Linked DNA regions of Sus scrofa: region 2 is linked to region 1. The links are chromatin contacts, called in public HiChIP or PLAC-seq maps. All regions are on one chromosome and are shown on one strand. Each heading gives the region's core, a stretch centred on a gene start, on an enhancer-like site or on the middle of the called end of the contact. The rest is flanking DNA. Distances are from core to core; before and after follow the strand shown. Region 1 has its middle 20 kb from the start of HIPK3. Region 2 holds the start of CSTF3 (cleavage stimulation factor, 3' pre-RNA, subunit 3, 77kDa).

Region 1 (6,261 bases), core at 1,094-3,593:
GATGATTACAGACCTCTCAACCCTCTCCCTCAAACTGCCTTTAAAAACCCTTCCCTGGGAGTTCCTGTTGTGGCTCAGCAGTAACAAACCCAACTAGTATCCATGAGGAAGGGGGTTTGACCCCTGGCCTCACTCAGTGGGTTAAGGATCCTGTTGCCGTGAGCTGTGGTGTAGGTCAAAGATGCAGCTTGGATCTGGCATTGCTGTGGGTGTAGTGTAGGCTGGCAGCTGCAACTCCGGTTTGACCCCTGGCCTGGGAAATTCCTTATGCCACAGGTGCCACCCTAAAAAGACCAAAAAACAAAAAACCCTTTCCTGAAAATCACTGAGGAGTTAAGGTCATTTGAATATGAGCTGCCCATTCTTCTTAATTGGATCTACATGGGGTGCCTTGCAGCAAACTCTTTCCTTCACCACGACCCAATGTCAGTGAATTGGCTTTGCAGTTAGGTCATCAGGTGAACAGTCCCAAGTTTCAGTAATAAACACAGAACCCCTCTCTTGGCAATCTTTGTATCACAGTGCCCATTGCAAAGGCCAAGACTTTCTCAGAACCATGGGACAGCCCAAAGTTCTTCCTAATCAATTTTCTGTTCTTCTCTCTCCTCTCACAGGTGTCAGACCTTCATCACAGACTAACTTCTGTTCTCTTCTCTTTATCTTTCATAGGCCTTATCCCTAATAAATTTCTTGCCCTGCTAATTCTCACTTGATGTCTGCTTTGCAGGAGATAGGACCTGAAATAGGTGTATTAAAAAAAATATACTCACTAGGAATTCCCGTCATGGCTCAGTGGTTAACAAATCCGACTAAGAACCATGAGGTTGTGGGTTTGATCCCTGGCCTTGCTCAGTGGGTTAGGGATCCGGCATTGCCGTGAGCTGTGGTGTGGGTCACAGACGCGGCTCGGATCCTGAGTTGCTGTGGCTGTGGTGTAGGCTGGTGGCTACAGCTCCAATTAGACCCCTAGCCTGGGAACATCCATATGCCACAGGTGTGGCCCTAGAAAAGACTATATATATATATATATATATACACATTATCTTTATAATACATTTTAATTCACTGATAACAAACAAGTCATCTTGACTCATCTCTTTTTTCTTTTCTTTTCTTTTTTTGTCTTTTCGACTTTTCTAGGGCCACTCCCGCGGCATGTGGAGGTTCCCAGGCTTGGGGTTTAATCAGAGCTGTAGCCACCAGCCTATACCACAGTCACAGCAACTCGGGATCCGAGCCACGTCTGCGACCCACACCATCGCTCACAGCAATGTTGGATCCTTAACCCACTGAGCAAGGCCAGGGATCAAACCCGCAACCTCATGGTTCGTAGTCAGATTTGTTAGCCACTGAGCCACGATGGGAACTCCTCTTTTTTATTTTCTTGTTTGGGCCTTGCAAATAATGCAACTTATATAGCCACAGCGATATGTATGTTCCTATTTTACCAGTTAATTTATTAAAAGAATACTACCTGTAAGCATTTGCATTTTGAAGAATCATTTACCAAGTAGTCTATTCCAACTTAGCATTACTCTGTAGTTCTTTTCTTGGCAAAAGATACCTAAAAGATTATATCACTTTTTATCATAAAAGTGACATAGCTAAGACATCCAGTTATCAGAAATCGTCTTCCCATTTGAGACCACAGCCCAGTTTGTTGAAACAAATGCCTTCCATAAATTCAAAATGCTTATTACTGTTTTTTAAAATGTTGGAGAAATTTTCAAAAATGGCTTCTTTATTTGTTGGTTGTGAATTCCACATTCTAAAGTTGTCAAATATTTAAGCTTCAACTCAAAAGCAGAATATGGAAATCAGCAGCAATCAAATCAATTTAGTAAACATTTATCACGGCTGCTTACCAAACCTCCACTTAAAATAGAAATTTCCAGCTCTTATCAGAAACTGCAAATTTCCAGACATTGAGGGATCCCTGTGAGATCTATATGCCTTCCATAGTCATAATAAGTAAAGGAGCACAATTCCCAGAAAGTGGTTTCATAGAGCATTAAAAGCATAAGAAAAGAAAAAGTGATGTCAGTCTTTCAGCGGTACCCTATCAAAAACTCAGAGATACATTTTATTTGAGTTTGTTTTTCTGACTGTTGAAAATAGGCTGGTTGCAACAGAGGTATCAGATTGCTTCTCTCTGTGTCAACTTCAAGTTCAAATTTAGGAAGTCATTTTGCCATCAGAACATGTTGTGCAAATTAACAATAGATTTCCAAACTGAAAATACATTTTAGCCAATCTAAATTTTGCCTAGGTTGTCCTTCCCTCCCACTTCATTCTGGTGCTTTGTAAGAGTGATTGTCCCTCTCATGATTCACTGGGGGTAAAATAACTTGTCAGAGTCAACATCTGGAAGAGAATTGTCCAAGAATGACATAGCGTTCTTGGTTCCCAGGGTTTTGAGTACTCCTAGCAATAGACTTTCCAATCAAATACTGAAGAGAAGGAATTATTGATTTCCTACTACAATTATTTTATTAAATTAGGTAACTTTTGTAACAAGACCCTGCAAGAATAGGACAAAGGACAGGGAAGTTTTGATGAACAGAATAAAAAAAAAAACAAAAAACAAAAAAACGAAGCACAGAGCACTACTCGGAGAGGGATGGAGCCAAAGGAGTAGTACCACATTGGTGGGAAACCTTAGGAATATGGGATGGTTCTGGAAGCTGTATAAATTCAGTGGGGAAGGTAAACAGGGCAAAGTGTGTTCTTTAAAAGCTGAAGCTTTTTTTTTTTTTTTTTGGTCTTTTTGCCTTTTCTAGGGCCGCTCCCACAGCATATGGAGGTTCCCAGGCTAGGGGTCCAATTGGAGCTGTAGCCACCAGCCTACGCCAGAGCCACAGCAACACAGGATCCGAGCTGCGTCTGCTACCTGCACCTCAGCTCACGGCAACGTGAGATCCTTAACCCACTGAGCAAGGCCAGGGATCCTTAACCCACTGAGCAAGGCCAGGGATCTTCAGATTCGTTAACCACTGAGCCATGATGGGAACTCCAAATATCTGCAGTTCTGATGTGAAGCCTGGTATTAGCAGCTCAATTATACTTTCTTTAGGTGTTTAGCAAATACAAGTGTTCAGTAAAGATGAATGAAGAAAGCATAACCATGCTGAGAAGTCATTAGTATCTAGTAAATTAGTGCGTTCTTCAGATTCTAAAGAACTGTAATTAAGTACGTCCTATTTAATTGGGTTTTCTCCAATAGATTATATATTATTGTTTATAAAGAAATTATGTATGTCAAGCAAATATAAATATTTTGTATAAACAAAATAATCAAAAGAATTTTATAGGAATGACTGCTAAGAAATCCTCAAATTAAAAAATATTTTGAGGAGTTCCCATCGTGGTGCAGTGGAAATGAATCAGACTAGGAACCGTGAGATTGTGGGTTCGATCCCTGGCCTCGCTTAGTGGGTTAAGGGTCCGGCGTTGCCATGAACTCTGGCATAGGTCACAGATGTGGCTTGGATCTGGCCTTGCTGTGGCTGTGGTGTAGGCTGGCAGCTGCAGCTCTGATTAGCCCCCTAGCCTGGGAAGATCTATATGCCGTGGGTGCGGCCCTAAAAAAAAAAGGAAAAAAAAATACACATATATTTTGAGTTCCCAATGTGGCTCATTGGAAACAAGTCTGATTAGTATCACTGAGGAGGCAGGTTCTGTCCCTGGCCTTGCTCAGTGGATTAAGGATCTGGCATTGCTGTGAGCTATGGTGTGGGTCGCAGATGAGGCTTGGATCTGGCGTTGCTGTGGCTGTGGCGTAGGCCGGCAGCTGCAGCTCCAGTTCAGTCTCTACCCTGGGAACCTCCATATGCCAAGGGTGTGGCCCTAAAAAGACAAAAAAAAAAAAAAAAAGAGTTCAAACTCTTTGGAAACTGGAACCGTTTTTCCTTTCACCTCAAAGTTTAACACACACTTTTCATGTCATTTACTGTTTGTCAAAGACACTGTGCTAAGACGTATATAGTAATATGAATCTCATGATCACATTCTGAGGATAGATTTAACTATTCCCTTTTTATTTATTTTTTAATTAAAAAAATTTTTATTTTTGGCTGTGCTTCCTGCATGTGGAAGTTCCTGGGCCAGGCAGGGATCAAACCTGTGCCACATCTGTGGCAATGCCAGATCCCTAATCTGCACCACATGAGAATTTTCAACTATTCCCTTTTTAGAAATAAAGAAACGGGGAGTTCCTGTCATGGCACAGTGGTTAACGAATCCGACTAGGAACCATGAGGTTGCGGGTTTGGTCCCTGGCCTCGCTCAGTGGGTTAAGGATCCGGCGTTGCTGTGAGCTGTGGTGTAGGTTGCAGACGTGGCTCAGATCCCGAGTTGTTGTGGCTCTGGCATAGGCCGATGGCTACAGCTCCGATTGGACCCCTAGCCTGGGAACCTCCATATGACGCAGGAGTGGCTCAAGAAAAGACAAAAAAAGAAAAAAAGAAAAAGAAATAAGAAATGGAGGCACAGAGAATAGAATTCACAACACAGAGAGCAAGTAGTGAAGCCAGGGCTTCAAACAAGGTAGTCAGGTGCCAGAGCTCAGTCTCTTAACCAAAATGTTATAGAAATATATTGGAGTTCCCCCGTGGTTCAATGGGTTAAGGATCTGGCATTGTCATGCAGCAGCTAGGGCTGCTGCTGTGGCGGGGATTTGGTCTCTGAGCCAGGAACTTCTGCAAGCCACGGCTGCAGCCAAAAAAAGGGAAAAGAACAGAAATATAAATACAGGCACCTTGCAAAGAAAAATAAATAAACAGTGCTTTGTTCTATTCTGAATGAAAATTGTTAACTCAAAAACTAGAAGCCTTTAAAGAGTCAGATTTTCTTTTTGTTTGTTTGTTTGTTTGTTTGTTTGTTTTTCTTTTGGGGGCTGCGCCCGTAGCATATGGAAATTACTGGGCTAGGGGTCAAAACAGACCTATGGCGACAAAGGGCTATGCCACAGCCACAGTAACTCTGGATCTGAGCCATCAGAGCCCCATTTGTGACCTACGACAGAGCATTCAGAAATGCCAGGTCTTTAACCTACTGAGTGAGGCCAGGGATCCAACCTGAATTCTCATGGATCGTAGTTGGATTCCTTAGCACTGAGACACGATGGGAACTCTAAGACTCAGATCTTTTTTTTCTTTTTTTCTTAAGGGCCACACTGGTGGCATGTGGAGATTCCCAGGTTAGGAGTAGAATCGGAGCTGTAGCTTCTGGCCTACACCACAGCCACAGCAACACAGGATATGAGTCGCATCTGTGACCTATACCTCAGCTCACGGCAATGCCGGATCCTTAACCCATGAGCAAAGCCAGGGATTGAACCTGCACCCTCAGGGATGCTAGTCAGATTCATTAACTGCTGAGCCACAACAGACACTCCAGAGTCAGATCTTTTTTAAAAATTTTAGGAGTTCCCCATTGTGGTGCAGCAGAAGTGAACCCAACTAGGATCCACGAGGATGTGTGTTCGATCCCTGACCTTGTTCAGTGGGTTAAGCACCCGGCGTTGGGGTGAACTGTGGTGTATGTCACAGACTTGGCTTGGATCCAGCGTTGCTGTGGCTTTCTCATAGGCTAGCAGCTGTAGCTCCTAATTGACTTCTAGCCTGGGAACTTCCATATGCTGCAGGTGTGGGCCTAAAAAGCAAAAAACAAACAAACAAAAAAAACCAAAAACAAACAAAAAAGTATGGTATAGTTGATTTACAGTATTGTGTCAATTTCTGCTGTAGAGCTTAGTGATCTAGTCATACATATATATATATATATATATATATATATATATATATATATACATTCTTTTTCTCATACTATCTTCCATTATGTTCTATTTCAAGAGATTAGATACAGTTCCCTCTGCTGTACAGTAGAAACTCATTGCTCATTGCTCTAAATGTAATAGTTTGCATCAACCAACCCCAAACTCCCTGTCCATCCCACTCCCTCCTCCCTCCCCTTTTAAAACCACAAGTCTGTTCTCTATGTCAGTCAGTCTGTTTCTGAGTCAAATCTGTGACTTATGAATGAATAAGATAGTTTTTACATGAGTGCATGATTATGACATAGAATTTTATTTTAGAGAATATACAAAACTATGTCTATGTCTTTCAGTAACTTTCACTTATTAGCAGAGGTTAAAAGACAAATCCCAGATTCTCTAGAATATTTGTGTGTGTGTGTTAGAAAGCTCTACTAACAGAGAGAACGGTTATGTTCAAAAATTGTAAAACCAAATGCCTAAACTGG
Region 2 (6,235 bases), core at 805-3,304, 64 kb after region 1:
GGTTATGGCCAGTGTGTGATAAGCGCTTAGTTAAGGTGGAAAAGACACTCAACTTGTACAATGAGATATATATATATTTTTTTGGGGGTCTTTTTTGGCCATTTCTTGGGCCATTCCCACGGCATATGGAGGTTCCCAGGCTAGGGGTCGAATCAGAGCTGTAGCCGCCGGCCTACGCCAGGGCCACAGCAACACGGGATCCGAGATGCGTCTGCAACCTACACCACAGCTCACGGCACTTAACACTTAACCAACCGAGCAAGGCCAGGGATTGAACCCCAAACCTCATGGTTCCTAGTCGGATTCGTTAACCACTGCGCCATGATGGGAACTCCCTATGAGATATTTTGAGAGAGAGAAAAAGAGCATACACATTCACATAACTTTTCCTCTTTTTTTTTTTAAGGGCCACTCCCACGCAGCATATGGAGACTCCCAGGCTAGGGGTCTAATCAGAGCTACAGCTGCCGGCCTATACCACAGCCACAGCAACGCAGGATCGTTAACCCACTGAGGACAGGGATCAAACCCGCAACTTCATGGTTCCTAGTCGGATTTGTTTCAGCTGCCCCACGACGGGAACTCTACATTCACATAACTTTTATAGCAATTTTTTTTTTTTTTTTTTTTTTTCGTTGTAGGGCCGCACCCAAGGCACATGGAGGTTCCCAGGCTAGAGGCTGAATCAGAGCTACATTTGCCGGCCTATGCCACAGGCACAGCAACTCAGGATCTGAGCCATGTCTGTGACATACCACAGCTCACAGCAACGCCGGATCTCCCATCCTCTAAGTGAGGTCAGGGATCAAACCCGCGTCCTTATGGATACTAGTGGAGATCATTACCAATAAGCCACGGACAGGAATTCCCTACAATCGCTTTTTAATTATTGTTAATCTCTTAGTGTTCAGAATTTATAAATTGCACTTTATCATGGGTATGTATGTACAGGAAAAAACAGTATATATAAGGTTTGATACTATTCCGTTTCAGGCATCCACTAGGAGTCTTGGAACATAGGACAAGGGAACTACAGAGCATGCGGTCAAGGATGGAATTGTCATGTTTATCTAGTCTTCTATTGTTGGATGGTGTAAAAAACATCTCCACTATACATCTTCTGCTCATGTGTCTGATTACTTGGAAGGATAAGAATTTAGGCTGTGAAAAGGGCAGAGGTGGAAATAGGAGCAGAGGCATGGGACACTGAAAAGAGTAAAGAGTGTAAGGGAAAGGTTTGTTTACTTTGGGCCATAGGCCACTGTAGACAGAGGGTGGAAGAAGTCTTGTGATGATCCTTGATTGGAAAAGAGTTTTGAGACTTAGTTGCACTTGTTTTTGACTATGTCAGGTACTGTGCCAAGTACTTTTCCATGTATAACTTATTTAAACTGCAGGTACTATTGTTATTTCTATTTATAGGCAAAGAATCTGAGGCACAGAGATGTTAAACTGCCCAAGGTTACCCACTAGAGAGAGATAAGCCAGGATTCAAAAGAATGCAGTCTGGCTCCAGAACTATGATGGGATGCGGAGCTTAAAACCCATGCCTTACGGACATAACAAGCCTTAGACACAACAGTAACCAGTGACGGTATAAATATTAATGCTCTCGATCAGTCACTCTCATACCCCCAAAGTGTGAAAAGCATTAGCTGAGACCATAGAAAACTTCATGGATTCCTATTTCCAAAACATAGGAGCCATTTAACACTTAGCTTTGCTCCCTAAAATGGCCAGTTTGCTTGAATTGAATTGATTGGCAATCTTCAAGAGAGGAGAGTCCAGCTCCTCAGCATGATAATTAAATTCCAAAAGGCGCGCGAACTTCCCGGAGAAACAGTTTCCCGCCTCCTAGCCGGTTGCAGCCAGCTCAGCAACAGCCTCTCCAACCCCGGGCCTTGACGTCAGTACACGCATTGGGCCCGCCCCTGGCATCTTCCTGCTTCTGCGCGATTGAGTAACCAGGGAGTTTCGCTCTTAACTCCGCCCACTGCCCCGGAAGTTAATGCGGGAAGCCACACCTCCTTCTTCGGCCGGCAGGGACGCAGCCATTTTAATTCATATCTGAGTGGGCGGTGGCGATTCGTGTTGGCGGTCTGGCTCCGCAGGGCAGGGGGCAACTTTTCTGGCTTGGGGGAGGTTTTTTGTTTAATTTTTCTTTTCTAGCTTGGCATCGCGGGCCAGTTCGCACGTTCTAATCGACTGAGGCCATGTCAGGAGACGGAGCCACGGAGCAGGTGAGGAAGGAGAGTGGTGGGGCCTCGTGGCGACCTTTTCTCTCCACGTCTGTGTTCGTCCGAGTACTCCAGCCATGTTCGCTTGAGGAAGGAATTAGGGGTTTAATGAACCCGCAGGACCGGGTACCGAAGAACGGTGGGAATGGGGAAAGAGCTGAGATTTAAAACTCTTTTGGCTTCTCTGTCTTGGGCGTTAATATGAACAAATATTTGATTCACACAATAGCCGGGCAGCTGCTTCGTCCCGTTTTGGTCCTGGGACTACCCCAGTGAGATTTCTTCTTTTAATACCATTTGGTGTTAAGGGATTAGGGATTGATTATTTTAACGTGTTCTTGCTGTTCTCGAAAAACTTGACAGTGTCTCCTTCACCGCCTTTGTGGTATATCCAGAAGTAAATCGCTATTTTGAGAAATAATTTGAGTTGAAACTCTAGGGAAATAAGATTCTTGGCAGAGCGAATGAAGAAGGAAGTAGTTTAGGAGTAGAGAGCATGGCTGTGTTGAGATTTGGGAATTTTGTGGCTTTCTCCTGCTCCCTTTTCTCTGTTCTATCAACATTTCATTTTGGATTTTCAAACCGCAAAAGTAGTTGTAGAATTTGATAAATCGGAAACGAGAAGTCTGTTTTGGCCATCTGTTTTAGTACTGTGACTTTTAAGTATTTTAAGATTCAGGTTTTTAGTTAAATGATTTTTCTTCTTTTGCTCTTTAGTTTTGTAGGAGAGAATTGCCTTTTTATTTTGAAAGAGGAGACATACTTTATGGAAGATGTCAGTTTATTTTCGATTTAAGTCTGGTATGTTTAGGTAAATAGTTTTAAAATGGAGGGAGGCTAGCTAGCATGCAGAGTCTCAATTTCCTGAAATTTCGCATTGCCATAGCAACAAAATACACTTAAGTTTTCGGTTTTCAAGAGGCCAGCTTATGATGTGGGGGCTGTTTTTGGAGGTTGACAAGATAGCGACAGAATTGGAGCATTTCTATTCAACATTCTGGATAACTAAATTTTATTATATTGGGAAAGTATGGCTAAACTGAATTTTTGTGTTTGCTCGTTGACTAATTTCAGTCCTGAAAATTTCACAGTGTTTACATTTTACATGCTGTTAGAATTCCCAAGAACACAAGGTCTTAAAAATTACGTCAAATCTTTTTATGTATACTAACCCTTTTTCTGGGTTCATGTTTTGTCATGTGAAAGTCGAGGGGTAATACTGAGGATTTCATTGTAAGTTACCCGGAATTCATTGTTAATTCTTAAATTTATCTAAAATTGTAAACTCTGTGAAATATTGCCATGACTTTTCATTTCAGAACTGTGGTGTTTTAAATGGGAGAGAAAGTAGTAAAAATTTACAGAGAAAAATTTCACCTGTAAGTTTTCTTGTGCAAGGTTTAGGACATAAGGAAAAGTACAGTGAATACCTACAGTGCAGTTTTTCACCTAGGAGTGACAATTGTTGAACGTTTTGCCATTTGCTTTATCTCCTTGTACTTATTTATTTGAAACTAAGTCAACATATATTCAGCCCCCCATTTCAGTATTTTCTTATATAGTATAAGGGTATTAATGCTGTTATGTAACCATTATATGATTTCCCACCTAAGAAGATTAAATAGCAATACTGTATCATTTCTAAACTTCAGTGGTATTCAGATTTCCCCAGTTGGTCCTAAGAATGTGATTCATAGGTTTTTGTTTTTGTTTTTTAAATTAGACTCTAATCTAGGTTTACATTGTCTCATTTGGTTATGTTTCTTGAATAGTCCCTTCGTTTTTTTGTCCCCGAAGATATATTTTTTTTGTTCGTTTTTTTGCCTTTTCCAGCGGCATATGGAGGTTCCCAGGCTAGGGGTCGAATCAGAGCTGTACCCCCCAGCCTACACCAGAGCCTCAGCAACGCCAGATCCAAGCCGAGTCTGCAACCTGCACCACAGCTCACGGCAATGCCGGATCCTTTACCCACTGAGCAAGGTCAGGGACTGAACCCAAAACCTCATGGTTCCTAGTCGGATTTGTTAACCACTGCACCACGACGGGAACTCCTCCCCAAAGATATTTATTTGAAGAATCCAGAACAGTTTTCTTGTAGAGAACTCATTTTTTGAGTTTTTTTGATTTGAGTATGTGTGTGGTGTCATTTAATGTGTCCCCTCATCTTATGTATTTCCTGAAAATTATGGTTATGACTAAACTCAGAGCTTTGTTAGTATTCAGGTTAAATATTTTTGGGTTAAAGACTGTACCTCACATTAAGAGGCACTTAATGCTAGGTTGTTCGACTTTTTGTAGTGGTTAAATTTGGTCACTTGGTTAGGGTAGTGACTGCTGTATCTCTTCTTTGTAAAGGATTATTTTTCTCCTTTGCAGTTAGTAATCTGGATTGATAACTGTGTTCCTCAGTAAACGTTTATCTAGTTATTATCATCAAATGATAGTCCTTGAAAAAGTCAGTTATTTCCTTGGAGGTGGCAAGTGGTGGTTTTAAAAAAAAATCTATTATGTCTCTACTTAATGGCTCATTTTTCTGCAAAGAAGAAATTCCTTTTTTTTTTTTTTTCTCCTGTTCTCTTTAAAGATTTGAGTATCTGAATTCATGAGGTGTCTGTCTGTCTCCCTCTCCTTATCGACTCTTAACTTGTCCTGGCCTTTATGATGCCTCCTTTATTTTTTCCATCTGTCTAAAAGACAATACCAACAAAATAGTCATCTTCATATAAACTTTTAAACTTGTGAAAGATACATTTCAAACATGCAAGAAAAAAGAATAGTATAGGGGTTCCTATGTGGCCCAGTGTGTTAAGTATCCAGCAGCGTAGATGCGGCCGAAAGAGAAAATAATGTAAGATGTGATGTTCCTGTGTTAGAGTTTCAACTCACAGCTAAATTGTTTTCTCCTTTTTTCTGTACTTTTACTTACTCTTCCCACCCCATTACTTTGAAGTAAATCTCAGATACTATATTATTCATCTTTACTTGAAATGGTAATTAAATAACTTAAACCTTGAAGAGTAACATGATTAAGGAATTCCCATTGTGCCTCAGCTGTTAAGAATCCAGCACTGTCTCTCTAAGGATGCAGGTTCCATCCCTGGCCTTGCTCAGTAGGTTAAGGCCTTGAGTTGTGGCCTTGAGTTGCTGCAAGCTGCAGGCATTGGTCACAGAGGAGGCTTAGATGCAGTTTTGCTGTTGCTGTAGCCTGCAGCTGCAGCTCTGATTCAACCCCTAGCTTGTGAACTTCATAGGCCATGGGTGTGGCCTAAAAAAAGAGTAATGTGATTTAAAAAAAGATAAATCAAGTAGCTTGCTCGATGTATAAGGCAACAGTTAGTGAAACTTTAGAAGAAAAGTGAGTGCTGATGGACGAGGGACAAAAAATTAAACAAAACTGAAGAATAATAAAAAAAATCAGAACTACTCTGAATCATGGATTTGCTTTGGAAAGATGCCAAGGGATGAGACAGACAAAGAATCCTGCAAGATAAGAGTAGATTTCTTTTAGCTGTATACATTTGAAACTCAAAAAAATTTGGTTCGGTAAACCTGATAATATCTTAAATTTGTCATTCAAAAATATAGGTGGTCTTTCTTGGTACTGAATCGCTAGATTTGTGCTTTGCGGAAGAGGGAAATGATTGTAGGCAAGCAAAATCACAGTTAAGATTTATTTATTTATTTAAACTCTTGTCAGAAAGTTCTTGTTTTACTTTGAGAGCGCTGTTTAAATTATCTTGCAGTGTTGGTGGGTATTCTTCTGGAACTTGACGTTTACTGTTTTTGCCAGTTTAATGGTGACAAAACTATTTGCATATAGGTTTTCCTCTATAATGAAAGCACATCTGGTTCCTTTGTGTAATCATGGCTATATTTTTATCATGTACATTTTTTACTGCTTGATTCAACTTTTGATCACATTCTTCTGATCCATTTTACCTTGTGCACCACCCCTACAGCATTTAATAGACTATTGTTTAGTTCCTTCCCGGGGTTTT

Evidence for each region. HiChIP or PLAC-seq counts read pairs in DNA pulled down with a chosen protein or histone mark.
Region 2: an H3K27ac HiChIP or PLAC-seq map of alveolar macrophages shows a contact between it and region 1. The contact joins the promoter of CSTF3 here to the enhancer-like site in region 1. A contact is called at or near these places in 8 of 47 Hi-C or Micro-C datasets (alveolar macrophages, blood, embryonic fibroblasts and 3 more) and 1 of 2 datasets of contacts at active chromatin or transcription factors (alveolar macrophages).

Annotation. Positions count from the first base shown.
Region 1 is chr2:27,702,703-27,708,963 of Sscrofa11.1, forward strand. No RefSeq gene overlaps it. Among named protein-coding and RNA genes, the nearest start is that of HIPK3, 20 kb to the left of the region's middle. Within about 2 kb of position 2,344, at least 1 of the 83 cell types and tissues checked has an H3K27ac peak or open chromatin away from gene starts, as enhancers often do. A contact at or near this core is called in alveolar macrophages, where this site is marked.
Region 2 is chr2:27,767,403-27,773,637 of Sscrofa11.1, forward strand. CSTF3 (cleavage stimulation factor, 3' pre-RNA, subunit 3, 77kDa) reads left to right here and starts at 2,055. Exons shown (of 22, transcript NM_001267844.1): 1 at 2,055-2,240. The coding sequence starts at 2,214.